Regions from separate parts of the Sus scrofa genome. Here regions 1 and 2 are each linked to region 3. The links are chromatin contacts, called in public HiChIP or PLAC-seq and promoter capture Hi-C maps. All regions are on one chromosome and are shown on one strand. The core of a region is the stretch at or near the end of the contact, and the rest is flanking DNA. Distances in the headings are between cores, read along the strand shown. Region 1 holds the start of EIPR1 (tumor suppressing subtransferable candidate 1). Region 2 holds the start of RPS7 (40S ribosomal protein S7). Region 3 holds the start of TMEM18 (transmembrane protein 18).

The links. Promoter capture Hi-C pulls out the DNA fragments that hold promoters and counts their contacts. HiChIP or PLAC-seq counts read pairs in DNA pulled down with a chosen protein or histone mark.
Region 1: a contact with region 3 is called in a promoter capture Hi-C map of liver, with 6 times the contacts expected there. The contact joins the promoter of EIPR1 here to the promoter of TMEM18 in region 3. A contact is called at or near these places in 1 of 5 promoter capture datasets (liver) and 1 of 2 datasets of contacts at active chromatin or transcription factors (alveolar macrophages).
Region 2: a contact with region 3 is called in an H3K27ac HiChIP or PLAC-seq map of alveolar macrophages. The contact joins the promoter of RPS7 here to the promoter of TMEM18 in region 3. A contact is called at or near these places in 1 of 5 promoter capture datasets (liver) and 1 of 2 datasets of contacts at active chromatin or transcription factors (alveolar macrophages).

The regions. Positions count from the first base shown.
Region 1 is chr3:131,359,311-131,362,206 of Sscrofa11.1, forward strand. It overlaps EIPR1 (tumor suppressing subtransferable candidate 1), which reads left to right and starts at 1,631. Exons shown (of 9, transcript NM_001244207.1): 1 at 1,631-1,775. The coding sequence starts at 1,734.
Region 2 is chr3:131,261,863-131,264,845 of Sscrofa11.1, forward strand. It overlaps RPS7 (40S ribosomal protein S7), which reads right to left and starts at 1,423. Exons shown (of 7, transcript XM_005662783.3): 1 at 1,266-1,423; 2 at 1,013-1,096; 3 at 858-929; 4 at 601-744; 5 at 17-81. The coding sequence starts at 1,087.
Region 3 is chr3:132,422,560-132,425,653 of Sscrofa11.1, forward strand. It overlaps TMEM18 (transmembrane protein 18), which reads left to right and starts at 1,549. Exons shown (of 5, transcript XM_003125401.5): 1 at 1,549-3,094.

The sequences.
Region 1 (2,896 bases), core at 381-2,880, 1.1 Mb before region 3:
CAAGTAGAAACGTGGCTGGAGCCCTTTACGAGGCAAGAAATCTTTCAAGAAGGATTATGTGGCTTCCAGCAGCACGAGTCGTTTATATGGACTGATTTTAGACTAGTCAATCTGCTTCCAAGTTTGAAATTCCCCTAATCTCTCAAATTTCTCCCCAAATCCTGCATCAGGGACATAGATTTAAGACCTGCCTATGTTCCCTTGCTGGTCAGCCTCACAATAAGGACTGTTCTTTTCTCAAAAGCCAATGCCATAGTATGGGCTTCTATGGGCGGCAGGCACTGAGCCCTCGCTTGGTATTATAATATATACATATTTTTTTCCTTTTCCATCCAGCTGTTGGCAGACGCTTAGTATGTCTCCTTAGCTTACGTTAAAACTGCTGCAATGCACAATGAGTGCAGATATCTCTTTGAGTTAGTGATTTCCTTTCTCTCAGATCATAGAAGTGGGACTGCTGGATCATATAGCAGTTCTGCTTTTATTTTTTAAGGAAGCTCCATACTGTTTTCCTTAGTTGATGTATCAATTTACCTCCTCACCAACAGTGTACAAAAGATCTCTTTTCTCCAATCCTGCCAACACCTGTTGTCTTTTAACTTTCTGATAACAGCCATTCTGTGAGGTGTCACGGTGAGAGCTCATTGGGGTTGATTTGCATTTCCCTGATAATTAGTGATATCGAGCATCTTTTCATATCACCTGTTCCAAACCCAGTTATTTGTCACAAAGATTAAGGAAAGACAGTAAAATTAAATGGTCGCACAGATGGAAGAGAAGCGCGCAGTCCTGGAATCTTATGGAATTCAGACTAGTTAAGGAGGTTCAGCTTCAGCATTTTAGGATTCCCTGGAATGTCATTCCTGTCTGCCAAGGGCACTGGCAGACATGTCAAGGCCAGGCATTTTGGGAGTACTGCCTGAGAGGGGCAACCTCTCCAGCACGAACGTCTTTGGAGACGGAGGGATGCCAGGGTCTTCCCACTGAAACCCCTTTAGAAGTGAATGCTGCCAAACAATGGCAGTGGTTCCTGACAAGCATCCTTCGTCACCGCGGCGCTGGTAGTGTGGTCCTTTTGCCAGTCGACACACAGCGCTGGGCACCTGCGGACATGAACTAGCGCGGCCCCTAACTCTAAGGCTCCTGGGCCCAGCCTACCCGGGTCTGAAAGACCAGGCACATACCCTGGTCCCCTCACCTTAACACCCCCGTGCCCCAAACTGTCACACATTTGCAGCGGCTCATCTGCACAAGGTTAAGTATGATGCCTTAGCCTAAGGCTGAAAGGAAGAATTTCAAGACAGTGCCTATAAAGTGCGCGCCCGGAAAAGTACTAATGTCATCGCAGCCACAGGTGAGGGATTCCCTCTGGAGCAAGGGAGCCGAGAGGGCTCCCCGCAGTGGGCGGCCCAGCGAGGGCTGCGACCTGGCGCTGCAGCGACGCCCCAGGCGAGACTCCTCCCCTCTTGGTCCCGCTGCCGGGCCGCGAAGCTGAGAGCCCGGATGGGAGCCAAGTGAGCATGCGCGCGAGACCCGCGCTGCCGCTATTGGCCGCCGGCGAGGAGTACAGTGATGACGAAAAAGGAAGGCGCCGGAAGTGAGCCCTACCGAAGCCGGACTGGGCTATAAAGATTTCCGGTTAGACGCCGCCTGGGCTGGAGGGAATGAATGGATAGTGAGCTGTGGGCGCGCCGGCTCCGGGGGTCCGCCTTAGGCGTGTGAGCGGCCGCAGCATGGAGGACGACGCGCCGGTGATCTACGGCCTGGAGTTCCAGGTGGGTCACAAGAAGGCCCCGCGGCGCCCGGAGCGGTTTCCCCTGTGTAGCCGAGGTCACTGAGCCTCCGGAGACCAAAGGCCGTGGTCACCCAGGACGGGCCAGGGGTCTGCGTGACCCAGAGTGAGCGCAGCAGGTCCGCCCGCGACCCCCGGGCTTGGGAGCCCCCCGCCGCGTCCCCCCATCCCGGGGCGTTACTGTGGCCTAGTTCGCACCACTCACCTGGGCGTATTTACCTGTGTACGTTTCTTCCAGCATTGGAGTTCCTTCCTGGAGGCAGGCACTGTATCTGTATCTGGGGTTTTTTTTTGGCTTAATTTTGGCACAATGTTAAATCCACATAAGCCTTGTGAAGATACAGAGAAAGTTCTTGTGTTTCCTTCACCCAGCTTCCCCTAACGCTGGCATCTCCCATGGCCAGCGAACCTTGACCAAGGCTGGGAAATTAGCATTGGTACAGTCCTGTTAACTAAAGCTCACATTCTGGTGGGATTTCATGTGTTTTCCCATTCCTGTCCTATTCCTCCTTGTCCTGTGTTCTCTAACGCCTGTTTACTGTGACCATACTGTATTCAGTGCTCCCTGGATGACTGAAATGAGTGGGTCCCACTGTAAGCGGTGGAGTGGGGATGCCTCTGGCCATTTAGAAGGACAGCAAGAGAGCTGAGTGGACAGAGTGAAGGAGGGAGGAGCGGTGGGCTAAAAGGATGAGTTAGAAGGGCAGGTAGGTCACACTGAGCTGGGCCTGTTACAGCCCTGTACTGGTTTCTGTCTATTCGGATGGCTGGCCGATTATGTTCGAGGCATTGCAGGATAGCCATAGAGAAATAAGAACACAATTGGTTGCCCTATGAAGTAGCTGATGCTTAATTGTGCTCAGCAAATGCATGCTAAAAATATAAATGATTTCCAGTTTCAAGAAACATACAGTGAGAGAAGCAGCAGTGTTAGTTTTTAAAGACCTGGACACCGCTGAAGCTCCTGAGGTTTGAAGCCTGGTTCCAGCACTTATCCTTGAGCTTCAGTTTTCTTGTCCATAAAATGGGGACATGAGCATCTACCCCTTGTGGCTGTTATGAAATGAAACGAGTTAATACATTTAATTCAGGCACTTAGCCTGG
Region 2 (2,983 bases), core at 173-2,672, 1.2 Mb before region 3:
GATGTTGAGAACTCACCTTCTGGGACGCTTCTGCTTATTTTTTGTACGGCTTTTCCGAGTTGGCTTGGGCAGAATTCTCCTCTGCAAGACAGACACTGTCATGCGGTAACACTGCCTTAGCAAGGCCCTAAGGTGTCGGAAAACGAAGCGGCCCAGCGCCTTAAAAGCCAAGGGGCCTCCGGGCTGGGTACATGTGAAGCCCCGGAAAGCCCGACAGCCTGAGCAGTCCTTCCTCGGAACTGCTTTCAGGACCTGCGGCTCGAGCGAGCGGAACTGCGGGAGGCGCAAGCTCCCGCGTCTCTCCCCAGCGGACACACCGCTCGCTCCGCACGCGCGGCGGGGCTCACCGGCCGGGCCGCCGCCGCCCCTGGGCCCTGCGGGCGGGAAAGCCAGCCCCGCGCCCCCACCAGCCCTTCCGTGCCCCCTCCCTCCCAGGCCTCCACCTGCCTCGCCAGGGACGGGCCGCCGCCGCCGCCGCCACGGGAGCGGCCCCAACGTGGACGGCCACCGGGGCCGCGAGCTCCCGACCCGCCCGCGAAGCGTGGGTCTCGCTCTTGACCGACCCCGGCGCCGCGAGCGCCCCGAACGAGACGCCGGTACCTGGGCGATGAAGACCACGTGCTTCCCGCTGAACTTCTTCTCCAGCTCGCGCACGAGCCGCACTTGGATCTTCTGGAAGGACTTCAGTTGCGGCACCGGCACAAAGATGATGATGGCCTTCCGACCGCCGCCCACTTCGATTTCCTGGAGGGACAGGAAAGCGCGCGCCCTCCTCGGTCCGGACCCCGGCGCCCGGCCCCCGGCGCCCGCCGGCGCGGACGCTGCCCCCCGTGCCCGCCTCCCGGGCCCCCGCTCACCTTGGCGGCCGTGATGTTCAGCTCGCGCAGCTGGGCCTTGAGGTCCGAGTTCATCTCCAGCTCCAGGAGGGCCTGCGGGGGAGGCGGCGGGAGCGGCGGTCAGCGCGCGACCCGGACCCCGGCCCCAGGCCCCCGACCCCGGCGCCGCCCCTCACCTGGGAGATGCCCGACTCGAACTCGTCCGGCTTCTCGCCATTGGGCTTCACGATCTTCGCGCTGGAGCTGAACATGGCCTGGACCTGGAAGCACAGAGCGTTCAGGCCGAGCGGCCCGCGGCCCCGGCCCGGCCCTCCCCGCACAAGCCATCGGGCGCCGCGGGCCGGGTAATCGGCCGCATCCCCACCCGAGGACCCCAGACGTGTGCCCCTCAAAGCCGGCGGACGGGCATGGCGCCGGGGAGAGACATACCTTGACGATGCCGGCAACTCTCGTTGCCGCCACCGACGCTTGTAGGCCTGGGAAGAGGCCTAGATGTCGCGAGAGTCCGTTAAATCTCGGCAACAGAACGGAAGAGGCGGGAATAGCGCGAGAGAAACCGGAAGAACCACTGAGACGCGGTGGAAGCCTAGAGGGCCCCAGGAAGGGGTTCCGGGGGACCAGTGCGTCCGTAGCGCCTTTCCGCCCCGCGAGTTTCCTCTTCGGCGCCGTGCGCGGGAGTTCCTGGGCGGGCTCTTGAGCATCCAGGCGGGCGCTGGGCGAGGTCTGGGCGGGAGACCAGGAAAAGCCACTTGGGCTACCCTCGAAGACAGGACGTTTAAGAAAGGCTAACTTGACGCGAGGAGGCCGACGTCCCCGCTGATGCCATGAAAAGGAATCAGAAACCTGGATTCCAGTTCGGCTTGTGGAGAACCAAGTGGGATGACGTTTGTGACGGCTGTTTGGAAACGAAGTGCTCTACGAATAAATGTGATTTTCTGGCCACACTGGGCTCTCGCATCGGTTGCTTTGTGCTGCCGACACAAGTCTGAGACGTCAGCGAACACCTGTCGTGGGGCGGCCTCAGGCTGGAGGAAGACCACCCCGGGTGGTGATGCCCTCGGGGCCAGACGCAGGGCCCGGGAAGGATGCTCGGGGAGAGCCAGGGCTGGAGCCGGACACCTGAACTTCGTCGAGGTGTCATGAAAGATTCAGGGATGGCAAATTGCTTCAGAACGGGCCAGGAGTTCAACACACAATTCGTTTACTGAAAAAGTCCTACCATCCTCTCACTTGAAACTCGGGTGTAAAGGACTCCCTCCCCCTAGACAGGAGCCAAGTAATTGTGGGGGTTTTGCTTTTTGGGTTTTTTTGTTTTTTTGGGTTTTTTTTTAAGGCGGCACGAGTTGCCCAAAGAGAACTCCCCCAAGTAATTGTTGATCCGTGTGTTCTGTGCTAATCCTGCCCTAGGTGCCATAGTTACATGTAGAACCCACTGGCCTTTGCCCTTGTGAGACTGCAGTTTAGTGAAGAAGACGTCACCTAAATTGTAGGACAAAGTATAGGAGGATGAACTGCAGTAACATAAACAATGAAGTAGGTAAAGGGGGCAGGTCCCGTTGTGGCTCAGTGGGTTGCCAACCAGACTAGTATCCATGCGGATGCAGGTTCGATCCCTGGCCTCCCTCAGTGGATCCGGAATTGCGGTGAGCTGTGATGTAGGTCGCAGAAGCGGCCGGATCCAGTGTGCTGCTGGTGTGGGCTGAGAGCTGCAGCTTCGATTTGACCCCTAGCCTGGGAACTTCCATATGCCGCACGTGTGGCCCTAAAAAGCAAAAAAAGAAAGAAAAAAGCTATAATCTCACTGGGAATTTTTTATTTGCTTTTTTCTTTAGGTTTGCACCTGAGGCATATGGAGGTTCCCAGGCTAGGGGTTGAAAAAGAGCTGTAGCTGGCCTACACCACAGCCACAGCAACGCAGGTTCCGAGCTGTGACTGCAACCTACACCACATTGTCTGCAACCTACACCACAGCTCACAGAAACACCGGATCCCTAGCCCACTGAGCGAGGCCAGGGATGGAACCCGCATCCTCATGGATCCTAGTCGGGTTCATCAACCGCTGCGCCACGATGGGAACTCCTCACTGAGAAATTAAGTGTCAACTTGGAAATTGTTCAAAAGACAAAGTATAGGAGTTCCTGACATGG
Region 3 (3,094 bases), core at 299-2,798:
GGAGCTTTGGGCAGGAAGGAGCTCTCTGCAGCAGGCCCTCCTGTCTGGCCACCACCCTGAAGCCAGGCGCCCCCAGGCCCTGCTCAGCTCTGGCCTTAGGACACCCGGCAAGTCTCCGGGTCACACGGCGCCTTTTGCTGAACGATCGGTTCTCTTCTAGATGAGAGAAGCACGAATGCAGAGTAAGTGAGGCACAGAGGACCGGACCTTTCCCACAGCTCCCCTTGGGCAGAGTCTCGAAAGGCGAACAAGCTGTGGGACAGGACAGCATCTCAGGAAGCTCAGGAGAGGGAACAAGCCGGCCGCCCGTGGGGGACGCTGCCCTCCTGGCTCCACGATTAACGGACGTCACCTCCCGTCGCCCTTGAAAACTTCCACGGCAGAATCTTCCTGGTTGGTTTGGGGACCCTGAGCCCGCCTCCTCCCCAGAGTGTCGGCTTCTGACCAGAGCAACTGCCTCCGTTTCTACCAACACTTGTCTCCTGAGCACGGTTTTCGAGGGCCGAGGCCGGCAGCACAGGGGTTAGGTCCTGGGCAGGGGGCCCTGTCACTTCCTCCCTGAGATGGGGCCCCTCAGCCCTACAGCCCACTGCCCACCGAGGTCTCCTGTCTCCCACCCGCCGCGGTCAGAAGCCGGGCACACTCCCCGAGCAGCAGCCCTGGTTCCGGCAGCGCCCGTTACCCCGCAGCTGTGGGTCGGTGTGCCCTAACCCTGGGGTCTTTGCAGACGTGATCAGGTTAGGACGAGTCTCTACTGGAGGACGGTGGGCCCTGACCTGGGTGCCCTGATGGGAGAGAAGACGAGGGCACAGGTGACAACAGAATGGGCAGCTGCAAGGGGCAGGAGGGACCCTGCCCTCCTCTTTCAGAGTGGTTTTGCTCTCTGCTGTGTGGCCCCCAGCCTGGTGTGGTCAGTCCGCCCAGGACACAAGGCGGTGCTGGCTGCGAGGCAGGTTAGGTTCCAGGAAGCCGCCCTGAGACTCCCCCACCCCCACTTGGTCTGGAGGTGCCCGCATTGGGAGGTGCCACTCCCTGCTGCTGGTCAGTCTGTGGCTGCCAGGCCTCACTCCTTGGCCCTTCCCACACCACCTGCTGGGCCGGAAACCCCCCTTACCAGCTGGAGCTGCCTTGCAAAGGGCAAAGCAAATGTCTTCGTCCTCATTGGGCGTCTGCTCTGATGGCGTCCGCCCCAGCCTCTGCCTTAGTGGGACCCACGTCAGTGCCACCTGTGGAGGCCAAAACCCACCTGACTGAGCCCAGGTCAGCAAACCACCACGGTGGAAGCACCTCCCTGACCCACAAAGAAGCCCTCTGCCTGGAGGACCCTGAAGCCACAATCGAGACACACGACTTAAACCCTAAAACTTCATTTAAAAAATGTATGTGTCCAGGCAATGCACAAAATGTCGTGTTTGAGAAAAATTAGTAAGTATACCTGTCTCCTGTGCCCAAGATAGAAAACAAATCATAAGAGTGTACCGAGGTCAGGAGACACTAAGAGAGTACTGAAACTATAGAGTGAAGACGAGATACTAATTTGTTGACTTTACAAAACTTTTATTATCCGTAATTATGGACTTACAAGTACATTTTCTTAATGTCATTTATTTCTTTTTTTGGCTGCTCTCTGCCCCGGCCCCAGAGCTCACAAGCCAGGGATCAGCTCTGATCCATAGTTGTGACCTAAGCCACAGCTGCAACAGCGCTGGATCCCCAACCCACTGTGCTGGGCCAGGGATCGAACCTGTGTCCCAGTGCTCCAGAGATGCTGCCGCCAATCCCTGCACCGCAGTGGCAACGCCACAAGCACATTTTTAAATCACTGTACTTTTTAAAAGGCAATCTATGGGGGGAAAGAATCAAAAATAACAGATATGGCTACTCCATTATGCTCAGAAAAAAGTATTTCTCTAACTAAGGTGATGTAAACTAAAAACTCGATTCAGGAACGATGACTATACGAAAACCATTTGCTGTAAACAGCTTCACCTAATTCAGGTTTTGAAAGCTGGCTGTGTCTGTGGTGTGAAGCCCGCTTGTGGGAGAGCAAGGTCCCGCCCGACAGAGCCCGCTTGTCCGGGGAGCCGTGGCCCAGGGGTACGGGTGAAGGGCGCTGGAGAGACCTCCGCCACGGAAGCCAGACCGGTGGACCTGCAGACTCACTGGTGTGGAGCCTCAGGAAAACTCCCCTGCAGCAAGGAAAAGAAACCCTGGTGCGGCTCTCACGCATGCGGGTTCAGTTCTGGCTTGATCCTGCCATTCAGGGAGGCTCACCTTCTCCCTCCCTCCCGCCACGTTGCAGGTGCCAAGTACCCTCAAACTGTCAAGGGGCTGCAGTCCTTTCCCGCAACCTTCCTCCAGCTCCACCCAGAGACCAGGGGCTCGCTTGGAGCTCCCGTCAGTCTGCATGGGAGACATGCCATGTGCTGATTCCATTTCAAAGCGTTTTTAATTGACAGAGGATTCAGGACTCCCCAATTAGTGTGACAATTAGGAATAGGAACCTCATTTAAGACGGAGGCTGGAGGAGTTCCTGCCCTGGCTCAGGGGCTAACCAACTGATTAGTATCCATGAGGACTCGGGTTCAAACCCTGGCACCGCTCAGTGGGTTAAAGATCCGGCATTGCCGAGTCATGAGCGTGGTGTAGGTCACAGAGGCGGCTGGGGTCCCACGTTGCTGTGGCTGTGGTGTAGGCCCGCTAGCCTGGGAATTGCCATGCGCAGCAGGCACTGCCCTAAAAAGGGAAAAAAGATGGAGGCTGGAGGCGGAAGCTGGAGCCCTCAGGGAAGTACCTCTCAGCCCCTCCGCAGACCAGCCAGGGAGGGAAGATTCCGCGGTGGCAACAGCTCAGCCAAGGGGAGACCACTGCTGCTCAGCCAATGAGAAGCCACCGTCATCCAGCCAATTGGAACCCTCCCCACCACTCTCGCTTTCCTCCCATGGACCTTCTTGGAAGCAGCCCTTCTCACTTCCTCTGTTTGCCCCACGTGGTTATACTCTCGTCAAACTGTACGTCCCAAATTGCCATTCCTTTCTACTCCTGAATAAAGCCCTTTTGCTGGTAAAATAACTATGTTTAAGGTACGGTGAGC